2 separate regions of the Danio rerio genome follow, and region 1 is linked to region 2. A link is a contact called in public Micro-C data. All regions are on one chromosome and are shown on one strand. The core of a region is the stretch at or near the end of the contact, and the rest is flanking DNA. Distances in the headings are between cores, read along the strand shown. Region 1 holds the start of micu1 (mitochondrial calcium uptake 1). Region 2 overlaps mcu (mitochondrial calcium uniporter).

Region 1 (6,233 bases), core at 995-3,494, 120 kb after region 2:
GAGTCTCGCCTGAGTCAGTTGACCCCCCCCCCCCCCTACAGTCCAAACACATGCGCTATAGGTGATTCCCAATACTGGGTTGTGGCTGGAAGGGCATCCGCTGTGTAAAGCATATGCTGGATAAGTTGGCGGTTCATTCCACTGTGGCAACCCCCTGATGAATAAAGGGACTAAGCCTGAGAAAAATGAATGAATGAATGAATGAATGAATGAATGAATGAATGAATGAATGAATGAATAAGTCTATGCAGATAGCAACTACGTTCAAACCAGTTAAAAGTTACATACCGTATCACCCATATCTAGTTTATCTGGATTTTCTGGCATGGTGATGTACTACTATTAATAACAACACAATGAAACACAGCACAAAAGACAAAAGCATAGTCTTACAGATGTATTACATAATAAATGTAAAAAGTTGTAATAAACTTTGGAAATGAATGTCAGGAGATCAGAAGACTTAAAGAAATTAGGAATTAGGCTCATTTTACAACTCCTCTAGAGTTAAACAGTTGAGTTGAACCATTTTGTTAATCCCTTTTCATACCGGAAAAAAAGCAAAGAAAAAAATCCAGTCCAAAATATATATTTTCATTCATTCATTCATTCATTTTCTTTTAGACTTAGTCCCTTTATTAATCAGAGGTCGCCACAGCGGAATGAACCGCCAACGTATCCAGCATATGTTTTACGCAGCGGACGCCCTTCCAGCTGTAACCCAGTACTGGGAAACACCCATACACTCTTGCATTCACACACATACGCTTCAGCCAATTGAGTTTATTCAGTTCACCTATAGCACATCTGTTTGGACTTGTGGGGTAAACCAGAGTACCCGGAGCAAACCCACGCAGAACATACAAACTCCACACAGAAATGCCAACTGACCAAGCCGGGACTCAAACCAGCGACCTTCTTGCTTTGAGGTGACAGTGCTACCCACTGTGCCACCGCGCTGCCCATATATATTTTGAATATATGGTAAATATAGGCTATTTCTGTGTTGTTCAATAAAACATATATTTGAATACTGAAATAATATTTAATTTTAACCAAAAGGTGAAGATACAGTAATACATTTCCAACCTTACAGTAGAATGTGTATGGAGAGCATAGTATCCATTATTTATAACGTCGTTCTTTGATTTTCCTTTCAGCTTAGTCCCTTGATTAATCTGGGTTCGCTACAGCGGAATGAACCGCCAACTTATCCAGCATATGTTTTACACAGCGGATCCAACCCAGTACTGGAAAACATCCACACACACACTCATTCATTAATTTTCTTTTCAGCTTAGTCCCTTTATTAATCTGGGTTCGCTACAAAAGAATGAACCGCCAACTTATCCAGCATATGTTTTACACAGCGGATGCCCTTTCAGCTGCAACCCAGTACAGGGAAACATCCATACACACTCATTCACACACATGTGGACAATTTAGTTTCTTCAATTTAGCTATAACGCATATGTTTGGACTGTAGGGGAAATCACAGCACCCGGAGGAAACCCACATGAACACAGGGAGAACATGCAAACTCTACACAGAAATGACCTAGCCGAGGCTCAAAGCAGCAATCTTCTTGCTGTGAGGCGATAGTGCTACCAACTGTGCCACTGCGTCACCCGTATCCAATATTTCTAATGTATTTATTGTATTAATAGTAATAATAATATTAAAAATAACGACAACAGTAACATCTTATTTATCATAAAACCTGTTGGAAATATAAATAATTTTGGTAACACTTTATTTCAAGTTCCATTAATGCTATTAACAAACCACAAACTAAGACTATTAGCTCAATAAACCGTTAATTAGCTGCTTATTAACAGTTAGTAAAATGGAAGATGGGTTTAGGTTTTGGGTATAATGAGGGATGTTGTTATGTAGAACAAAATCATACTTCATAACCATGTTAACCATTTGCAGCGTTTTAAAGGATGACAACCCTAATTAAGTAATTTTTTGTCGTGTGTGAAAATGTAACGCCATGTCAACAAGCCTCTTCTAAAAGAACAAAACAGGTTTTTAACGTCCTCACCTATCAAACTGAGTGTTTAGAAATACACAATTTTGTTGTTTGTCAACCGCCAATATATATTGAAGAAGAAGAAGAAGAAGAAGAAGAAGAAGAAGAAGAAGAAGAAGAAGAAGAACGGAGTGTTTTGCAAACTGATGGAAGATCCCACAGACTGAGCAGATAAGGGGAGGCGGAGGCTTGACGTTTGCTGTGGGTGTGTTTGTGTGTGTTCGGCCTCCGTAGACGCGGAACTTCAGCGCAGAAAGTCAACGCGACTAACGTTAAAGCAGAATCGTAGAGGAATCTGCAGTTCTTACAGAAAAACATCTTTCCTGCAGGACTTTATCTGACGTTGCCTTAAGTGTCTGAGTAAGTGTATAATACCCGCTCGCTTTAACATCAAGGGGCTAAGTTAGCGAGACTAGCCAAATCTAGTGTGATTTCAGATAGGAGAGTTTTCCCTGTAACGTTACGTGACTGGTCGTATCTTCATGGCATGCTTAAGCTGAAAGGTCTAGAATGACAAATCCCCATGTTGCTAGACGTCTTATAATAGTATATTTAATGTTTCTCAGTAAAGGAAGCAGTTAAATATGTAATCGCTGTGTAGCTCATGCTAATGCTCCAGCTGCACATCGCCTCAGATCATCATAATAACAACTTCAGCTCAATATTAAAGCTGATGTAACGTGTCCATGTTGAAAAGAGACATAGAAAAACACAGTTTATGTTATAATTGTGAGGCAGTGACATCGTTATTTGACTGTTTTTGTTTTTTTAACATTGACAAGTGTTTATAAAATATCGTGTTGACATTGTTGGTATTAATGTATATGTCATATCTCGCGATACATACCATGTTTTTTGGTTTGTTTTTACATGTACTCTGGGCAATTTTTTGTTGTTGTTTAGAAGAACTCTAAACATTAAATTCTAATTCATAAAAAGATTGTAGAAATACACTATGTATAATGAAATACACAAAAGAAATGCTGGCTTCCAAAGCTAGAATTGGTTTTATATTCACACATTCAGACTTTCTCTTTAATAATATAATTTCATTACAGTATTCTTGCAAATTCTAAATAGAGAAGTCATATTAACAGCCAATTACTATTAAAGTACGTTATTCACAGTCAATTAAATAGTGCTAATGTTGTTTTGAAGTCATGCTTTCATATGATTTCAGACCAAATGTTCAAACTTCCATGGTAAACAATATAGGCAACATGTCACAAGTTGTTTCTGAATAAATGCGTGAATATAAAACTAACCTTACCTTTTACTAAATTGTTTTTCACAAATTTAAGCTGATTTAACATGAAACAATTAAGTCCCAAAAAAACTTAAGAATTTTGTTGCTCACTTTGTAGATTTAGGATCTCATTTTAGTAGTTTGGACAAGCAAAAAAGGTCAGTGTTTTTTTGAGTGTTTAGTAGTGGTGTAACAGATCACCAGTCTCATGGTTCGGATCATGCTGTAGTTATTGAGTCACGGATCGGACCATTTTTTGCATCAGCAAAAAGGGAGGAGACGAATATCATTTGCTTTCCATTTATACAAAACATTACTGTAAAAACCATTGGTTTAACAAACAGAACCTGTAATTTTATTACAAATAAAAATCAAAAAAGAATCAGCTGAGTAAAGAAAAAATATTCAATACAAAAGATTATCTATGCTACTGTTGCTGATAATGCTAAATATAGAAATAGAACATCATGTTCAAAGTATCATATTTATTTTCAATTAATGATTCAACAACTCGCACATAAAATTTCAAGTTTCATTATAGCTCGACCATTTTTTAAAACCTATTCAGTGACATCGTTTAGATGGTTATATGTCGCCACCAATTGGTTACACAATGTAATTGCTACAACATTCACCAGCGTCAAGTTGCCTTAAACTGTGATTTTATGTACAATCCCAATTCTATTTTTGTACCCCTTTCCCCTACCCTATTTTTAAATGGCATGATGGTAAAACATGAACGCGGTTATAAATGTATAAAAACCAACGCAATCACATGGCAATTCGTAACTTTTTAATTTATTGGCTAATTCGTATGAATTTGTACGATCTAATTCGTACAATTTAGTACGATTTGCTCATCACCCAATGACGGTTGGGATTAGGGGTGGCGTTAGAAGCCACGCCTCCTTTTTAAAATCGTACATTTTTGTATGACTCAACTTTAGCCACTAAAACTGACAAAACGTAAAATACTTACGTTTCCTCGTGAGATCAGGCTAGTTAAAACATGTGCTTGTTGTAAAAAAAAAGTTCACAAAAAGTACTAATTTGTGGATCTCCTATCTTCCGGGTGCGGCTATGCTGCCGTTATGGCTGGTGTTTTCTGGGAAATTCTTTTACCCCTTGGTTTCGAGTGTGGTCCTGAAAAATCTCTGTTCGAAGAGGGATCTACCCCTTACCTTTAACCCTACACCTTCAAGCTAAAAAGAATTAGGAAACCCATATCCCTTTACATGAATGTACAAAATGAGGGGTAAGAGGAAGGGCTAAGGGGTAGAATTGGGATTGGGCCTTAATCTTTACCATAAACATCAGTGTGTTTATCTGAGCTATAAACTGTGCTCCCAGTACATCTGTGCTATTTAACTGTTTGTAACAAACTGAAAAAGTGTAAGAACGTAATCTCTCTCGATCAAATGCAGATTTGAATGCAGCGATTTGAAGGATTAATAAACACATGCAAATCACCATCATTTATCATTCATGCTGCGCGGGTTTGAATTGAGATCACAATCTTTTAACGTTAAATTGTGCAGCTTTAAAATGAATGCATTAATGCAGGTTAAACAAACAGTGACAGAAAGTTATATTTAACAGGGAATCCAAAATGCTTTCATCACGTTATTCGTGATTTGAATAACGCGGGAGGTGATCTCTCTGCAATTGTTATAAATGTTGGATTAACCTTAAAAAAAAAGTAAATCGTAAAGTGATTCGTTACTCCCCTGCCAAACATACGCAATCAGTTAACCATGCAGTGGAACTCTCACTGCACACGTTTCATACTGCTGGTTATGTGTGCGTGAGAATGGTCAACACTCCCACAGACAATCCCACATGCTCTGCAGTCTGCAGAGACCCACAGAGATGCGCCTTTTGGACCATTACAATAATGCCTCTAACAGTTTTAGGAGTTTTATACAACGACCGGATTCGGAAAACGATAAATGAAGTTTCTCAAACTAATTTCGAGAGGAGCACGTGATATGATTGACTGCAGTTGGCCACTCATCTACACTCTTTAGCTAGCCAATCAGATTGATCCAAACTCACTATAAGGAACCTAGCTAAGAACTACTCCCTTATCTTCGTTTCCCGAAGAAACTCCCCATCCACCCCTTCTCCTCCTTTCCTCTTTTGCCAAGGGGAGCTCTCGAGAACTCCTGATCTCGTACTCCCCTCACATGTTCTATGGACCTGGCGGGAGCCCTGAGCTCAACTATCTCCGAGCTCAGGGTTCTCTCCCGGGACAGCATGCCAAACCTGCTAACTTGCTAACAAGTTTTCAAACAGTATCTAAGTGTGACCTCTTGAAAACACTGTTTATTTTAATTGTACCTTTTTCTTCATTGTATTTATATCTTGTATTATATTTTATGCAGATGACTCCCACTGCAGAATCATCCCAAAATGATCAAGTGTTTCCAAATAGAGCTATTCAAGTCATCTGGTGAAATTGTATTCATATCGCAATATATATCGTGGGCTACGGTCACGCTGTCACCCTACAGCAAGTACTGTAGGTTACTGGCTTGAACCCTGGCTGGGTCAGTTGGCATTTCTGTGTAGAGCTTGCATGTTCTCCCCATGTTCGCATGGGTTTCCTCCAGGTGCTCTGGTTTCCCCCCACAAGTTCAAAGACATAGGTCTGTAGTGCATGTGTGTGAATGAGAGTGTATGGGTGTTTCCCAGTGATGGGTTGCAGCTGGAAGGGCATCCGCTGCATAAAGCCTGGTTTATACTTCTGCTTCAAGTGACCGGCGTAACCCACGGCACATGTAACATGCAACACTTCCGAAAAAGCTAGTTGGCAGTGAGGTGTAAATGTTCCTCTGTGTCGAGTTTCTTCGCTGGTGTTTTGCTTTTCCTGAACACTTCCTGAATGTACAAGTGGCTCAAACTCGCTCATTTTTAGGCAGGAACCGGCGGACGTGCAACAACTTTAACTAT
Region 2 (5,686 bases), core at 1,112-3,611:
TTTCTAGGGAAATGTGATATTGTATGAAATATTGTTATTGCGATACTCAACGACAACACCGCATATTTCTACACGACACACACATATCTACTTTAAAGTGACAAAAAAGTCTGACTGGAGTGTTTGAAAGTCGTGTCTATCAGGGTTTGAATGCAACTTTAATCCGCTGACGGATCAGCTGATAGACGTGAATTTCAAAGACTCAAGTGTCTTGTAAACCGATGATCATTATAGCCAATCACTGTCATATCTATTAAGCATGTGAACACAATGGCCAGTGTTCAAGAATCCACTCAGATGTTGATGTCGCCAAACAATCATTGGGTTGATATGAGAAAATTGCTTGATTGAAAGATGACTGAGGGAGAGGAGTAAAGGCTAAACTATGCTATGGTAATTACTATTAGTTCAGGATAGTTAATAATGATACTACATTTTGTAGTGTAATTCATTAATGGAGAGTTGTAAATATCTATATACATTTTAATTGTGTGTGTGTGTGTGTGTGTATATATATATATATATATATATATATATATATATATATATATATATATATATATATATATATATATATATATATATATATATATATATATATATATACACACACACACACACACACACACACACACACAGTTGAAGTCAGAATTATTAGCCCCCCTGAATTATTAGCGCCAGTTTATTTTTTTCCCTAATTTCTGTTTAATGGAGGGAAGATTGCTTCAGCACATTTCTAAGTAGAAAAGTTTCAATAACTTATTTCTAATAACTGATTTATTTTATCTTTGCCATAATGACAGTAAATAATATTTTACAAGACACTTTTATATAGCTTAAAGTGACATTTAAAGGCTCAACTGGGTTAGTTAGGTGAACTAGGCAGGTTAGGGTAATTAGGCAAGTTATTGTATAACGATGGTTCGTTCTGTAGACTATCGGGAAAAAAATTAGCTTAAAGGGGCTAATAGTTTTGTCCCAAAAATGTTTTTATCAAAATTAATAACTGTTTTTATTCTAGCCGAAGTAAAACAAGACTTTTAATAAGAATAAGTAAGACTTTTTCCCATAAGAAAAAATATTATCAGACATACTGTGAAAATTCCCTTGCTCTGTTTAACACACACACAAACACACACAAACACACACACACACACACACACACACACACACACACACACACACACACACACACACACACACACACACACACACACACACACACACACACACACATATATATATATACTGTGCTGTGTATACTATAATGTTTCTGTTTAGTACAGCTTATTATTTACAATAAATAATTGAACTGAACTATTCTGCCTTATGACAGTTTTATGATCACTAAGATATGATTGACTTGGATTTGAGTAGCTTTGATTTAAAAATGAAAATTACAAAAATAGCTAAGATGTAGTTTAGCTACTTTTGCCAAGTAGCTTTTAGCTTGGCTCGTTACATTTCAAAAAAGATAGCTTTAAGTGTAGTTAAGCTACATTTGAAGAAGAGTAGCTAATAGCTTAGCTCATTACATTTTTCAAGTAGCTTGCCCAACACTGGCTTTCAAGATGAAAATAAAGGAAAAAGCTCGAAATGTGCAAGTTATTCCCTACAATTAAAACTAACAGATGCTAATGTTGTCTTAATTGATGTTCAACACACACAAATCTGTTGAAATCTCAGAAAATTTAGTTCAGGGTTGCATGAGCCTTTCAGCAGGACAGCAACACAAACATTTCACTTGCACAGTCAAATCTGTTTAAATAGTTGTGGCATACCCCATTTGTTCAGGCTTGCCTGACAGCAGGCTAAGACCGAGCTGAGATCGCAGATCAAAATGTTTAGTCCTCAAAACGCAAGAACCACTGAATCATGAGAATGCGAAGTTAATAACTCTTAAGTACTTTGTGTATTTATTTTCAACACAGACTAGGAATAGATCCAATAATGGACAAGGGTGACGTAGGTTCATACTCCACAATGAAGTAAACAGCAACAATAGTCAAAACATGAGAGAATAAATAGTTCACTAAAATGTATATATGTATATTTCAGATTCAGTGTGCAACAACCTTAAAGCCTAAAAAAACATCCATCTTTCGGGAACCAGCAGCTGGGTGTTTCTGAAGTGAAAGGCAGCCAGAAGGGAACCACATGTTTTGAATCCAGGGAAAATACATCACGATTTCCACTGTGCCTCTAGAGAGGACAATCACCACAAGGCTCGAGACAAATATAGAAATAGAAGGCAGAGAGAAATGGAGTTGTGACCAAACTGAATGCAGTTTCTATATTAAGATGACAGAAATTCAGGAGATATATGCACTACACAATGCTTATGAGCACAAACGGTTTGCCGAGTGGTCATTTCAGCATGCACCTGGAGTCCGACTAGTGTCAAGGACTATAGAATACATAAGACATGTTACTCGTGTAGTTTTGAATGAGGAAAAGTGTAACGGTCAGTATGGCAGATGAAGCCCTGCCTCCAAGTACAGGAGCCATTCATTGATCGATACAGACTGAAGATTCTTCAGGGGAGGGGCTCGGACAAGACTTGAGTTTCTTGTGTGATTCAAACATTTAGAAATTAAACTAAAGAGACCATTGTTTAGTTTTATTGATCATCCCTAATATGAAACGTAAATAATCGTGAGCTTCCCTACTGAAAAAGCCTGGTTGGCTGGTTTTAGCTGGTCGACCAGGCTAGTTTTAGAGGAGTTTTGGCCATTTCCAGGCTGGTTTCTAATCATTTCCAGCCTGGTCTTAGCTGGTCAGGCTGGGTAATGACCAGCTAAAACCAGCTTGATCAGCCTAGCCAGGCTTGGAGCCCAGCCAAAACCAGCTTTGTCCAGCTTAAACCAGGCTGGTTTTAGCTGGACATTTTCCAGCCTGACCAGCTAAAACCAGGCTGGAAATGATTAGAAACCAGTCTGGAAATGTCCAAAACCCCTTTAAAACCAGGCTGGTCGACCAGCTTAAACCAGCCAACCATCTTAGGCTGGTTTAAGCTGTTTTTTTTCAGCAGGGTTTGCAAACAATTTTGGAGAGATCGAGGTTTCCTCATGCCCAAGTCCAAGCGTACTTCCCGAGAGGTGTTTCAAAGATGGCCGCCGAGTTAAATGACTTGCCTTAACAAGACTTGGGAGTCAAGGCGAATAGTTTTGATTCAGACTCAGCAATGCTTTCGAAGCTGTTCCATGTCCTCCTGAAATAGATCTCTGGATATTTGCACCTACGCATCACATATCTACGCACTGGCTCTCCACCTACACGCACACACTGCCCCACTAACCTGACGGCACTCCAAAACACTCCACGGCATTTACACACAGAGCAGACTTACTAGCATCGAGTCATTGGAGCAGCAGTCAAAGCTCAGGTCTCGTAATGGGACGGTTGTTGGTTCGCACAAGGACTAAGTGGGAAGCAAGTTATGACCTATCAGTTTGTCCTGGAGCACTTACGGTAGTTGCTCCAGGTGTATTTCCTCTAAAAACACTTGCTCTTAACATCTCCTTTCATTCCCAATGTAAGCAAATGATTCAGTCTACTGTAACACTGTGACCTACATGCTTAGATGAAGCACAAAGGAGCAGATGTCAGATGCAGACGCTTACAAGTTACAACTTAGCCTAGTTATGATGTTACAACTTGCGAGTTTATAGAAAATCCCAGCATGTCATCATTAGACTTCTTGAGATCCCGGACTAAGAGTAACTCTTGGAATCAAGCAGTAGCTTGACTGAATTTCCTCATCCTTTAGCCATATGATAATTGGGCTCATTGGAATTACGTGCTTCAGCATGCATTTTTGTGAGGCTGCAAATACTTACATCAATACTAGGGGTGTCACGATTTCGATTTTTAATCGAAATGGATCGAAATTTATGCTCAATTTCGATTATCGAATCAAAAAATAGAATCGTTGACGCTGCCACGCCCCCATGTCACGTCAGCTTGGCTTGCCAAGCGGGAAAAAACAGGCTTGTAGAAGTGCTTGTTAAACTGCAGAAGCAGGAGACCCGTCGACAGAGCTTAAATCCTCTCCTCTTTCAATGAAGTCGCCGGTGTGTAGGCATTTTGGATTTCCAGTGAGTTATGTTGACAACGTTCATGTTGTCGACAAAAAAAAACAACACAGTTTTGCAAGCTCTGCTATGTACGTATTAGGGTTCGTCCGATAGACAACACCGACATCGTGATCCTCCGCCCGCCCCCGTTGCAAATCCGCTCGCGAAAAGTACACACTCAGGCCCTGTTTAAACTGTCTTTGTTTTTAAATGGCATTTTAGAATGACAACGATTTGACATCCACAGTGGCGTGTAGCATTTCTGAGCAGCCCTCCTTCCTCTCTACCTCTGACACACACACACAGACACAGACGCACACACACATCCCTGGGCTCGAGACAGCGCGTTCAGGCAGTCAAGAGGATCAGTAGACTGCTTCAATCTTTCACTCACTTGTACTTAGTGATTTTAGCGAACACCTCAGATACTGTTGGCTGGTTCCTGTTGGTTGTGCGTCTTTTTTTACCGACGCCATTATAACGACACAGATCACTGCCTATTCACGAGTCCCGCAGAAAAAGTGATTGACAGGTGGTAATTATGTGTGTATCTTACCTTTATTCATTTACTGTATGATTTGTTTATGGGTAAAACAAAGACCATGCAGGTCAGGTAGTTTAAACGGTAGGCTACAAATAAATAATTAATTGGTCATTAATTAATTAATTATTCATAATCGAAAATCGAATCGTGACTTTTGAATCAAAAATGTAATCGAATCGAGGATTTGGAGGATCGTGACACCCTTAATGAATACAGATATAATACTTATATGTATAATACAATATGTGTTTGTCTGCAATTTTTTGGTTAAAAAAAATTTATTACAGGGCAGTATGATGCCAACAACTTTTGTTTCTTTTCACATTAATGATATTTACAGACATATTACTGATGAACGAAGGCTTATTTTAGTGCAGTTCTTTTAACGCTAAATAAATAAAACAAAACAATCAAATGCATTTGCCTCATATCTATTTCCTTAAGTACAATATTTCTACTATGGTCAGTTTTGTCTGGTCACTTAGTGCCGTGTTGTACTTGTGATGCAGAGTTCTCTGGTTCGAGTCTGGTTAAGCACGCTTCCAAAAACCAAATGAAAGCAATGTAAAATCAAGGTAAAACAATGTAGCTGCAGGGCACTTTTACGTTTTTGAAAGCACTATTGGTTGTGTTTAGGTAAGTAGTCCACTAGGTGATCTGTACAAGTCCCACCTTCTTGTAGACTTGTACAAAAAGGATGTGTATCTGTAATGTTTAAGCATACAATAAGTAACGAATTTCATAATTCACAAAAATGTAGACAGCGCCATCTAGTGAATTTGTCTCCTGAACTGTGCAACAAAATGTACACAACGAATTTTACTTTATAAAAAATAAAAAAAGACAACACAACAAAAGTAGGTAAATTATGACCATTTTTGTGTGAACAGTTCATTTAAATATTATGTACATACATAAAGTTTTTGGAAATCATGTGGTATTAAAGATGCAGTAGGAGATCTGGAAAAATGCTTACATTAGCCGGATAGCATTGAAAACGCACATCCCTCCCACAAGCTAACTGTTTTCCAAAGCCATAACATAACACAACACTACATCATGAGTC

What was found. A called contact is a pair of places that touch in the nucleus more often than the background predicts.
Region 1: a Micro-C map of caudal fin shows a contact between it and region 2, with 4 times the contacts expected there. The contact joins the promoter of micu1 here to the enhancer-like site in region 2. A contact is called at or near these places in 2 of 18 Hi-C or Micro-C datasets (caudal fin and hematopoietic stem cells).

Annotation. Positions count from the first base shown.
Region 1 is chr13:4,821,883-4,828,115 of GRCz12tu, forward strand. micu1 (mitochondrial calcium uptake 1) reads left to right here and starts at 2,245. Exons shown (of 14, transcript NM_001083833.1): 1 at 2,245-2,395.
Region 2 is chr13:4,703,355-4,709,040 of GRCz12tu, forward strand. The region is part of intron 2 of mcu (mitochondrial calcium uniporter); the gene reads right to left. Among named protein-coding and RNA genes, the nearest start is that of oit3, 41 kb to the left of the region's middle. Within about 2 kb of position 2,362, at least 5 of the 62 cell types and tissues checked have an H3K27ac peak or open chromatin away from gene starts, as enhancers often do. A contact at or near this core is called in caudal fin, where this site is marked.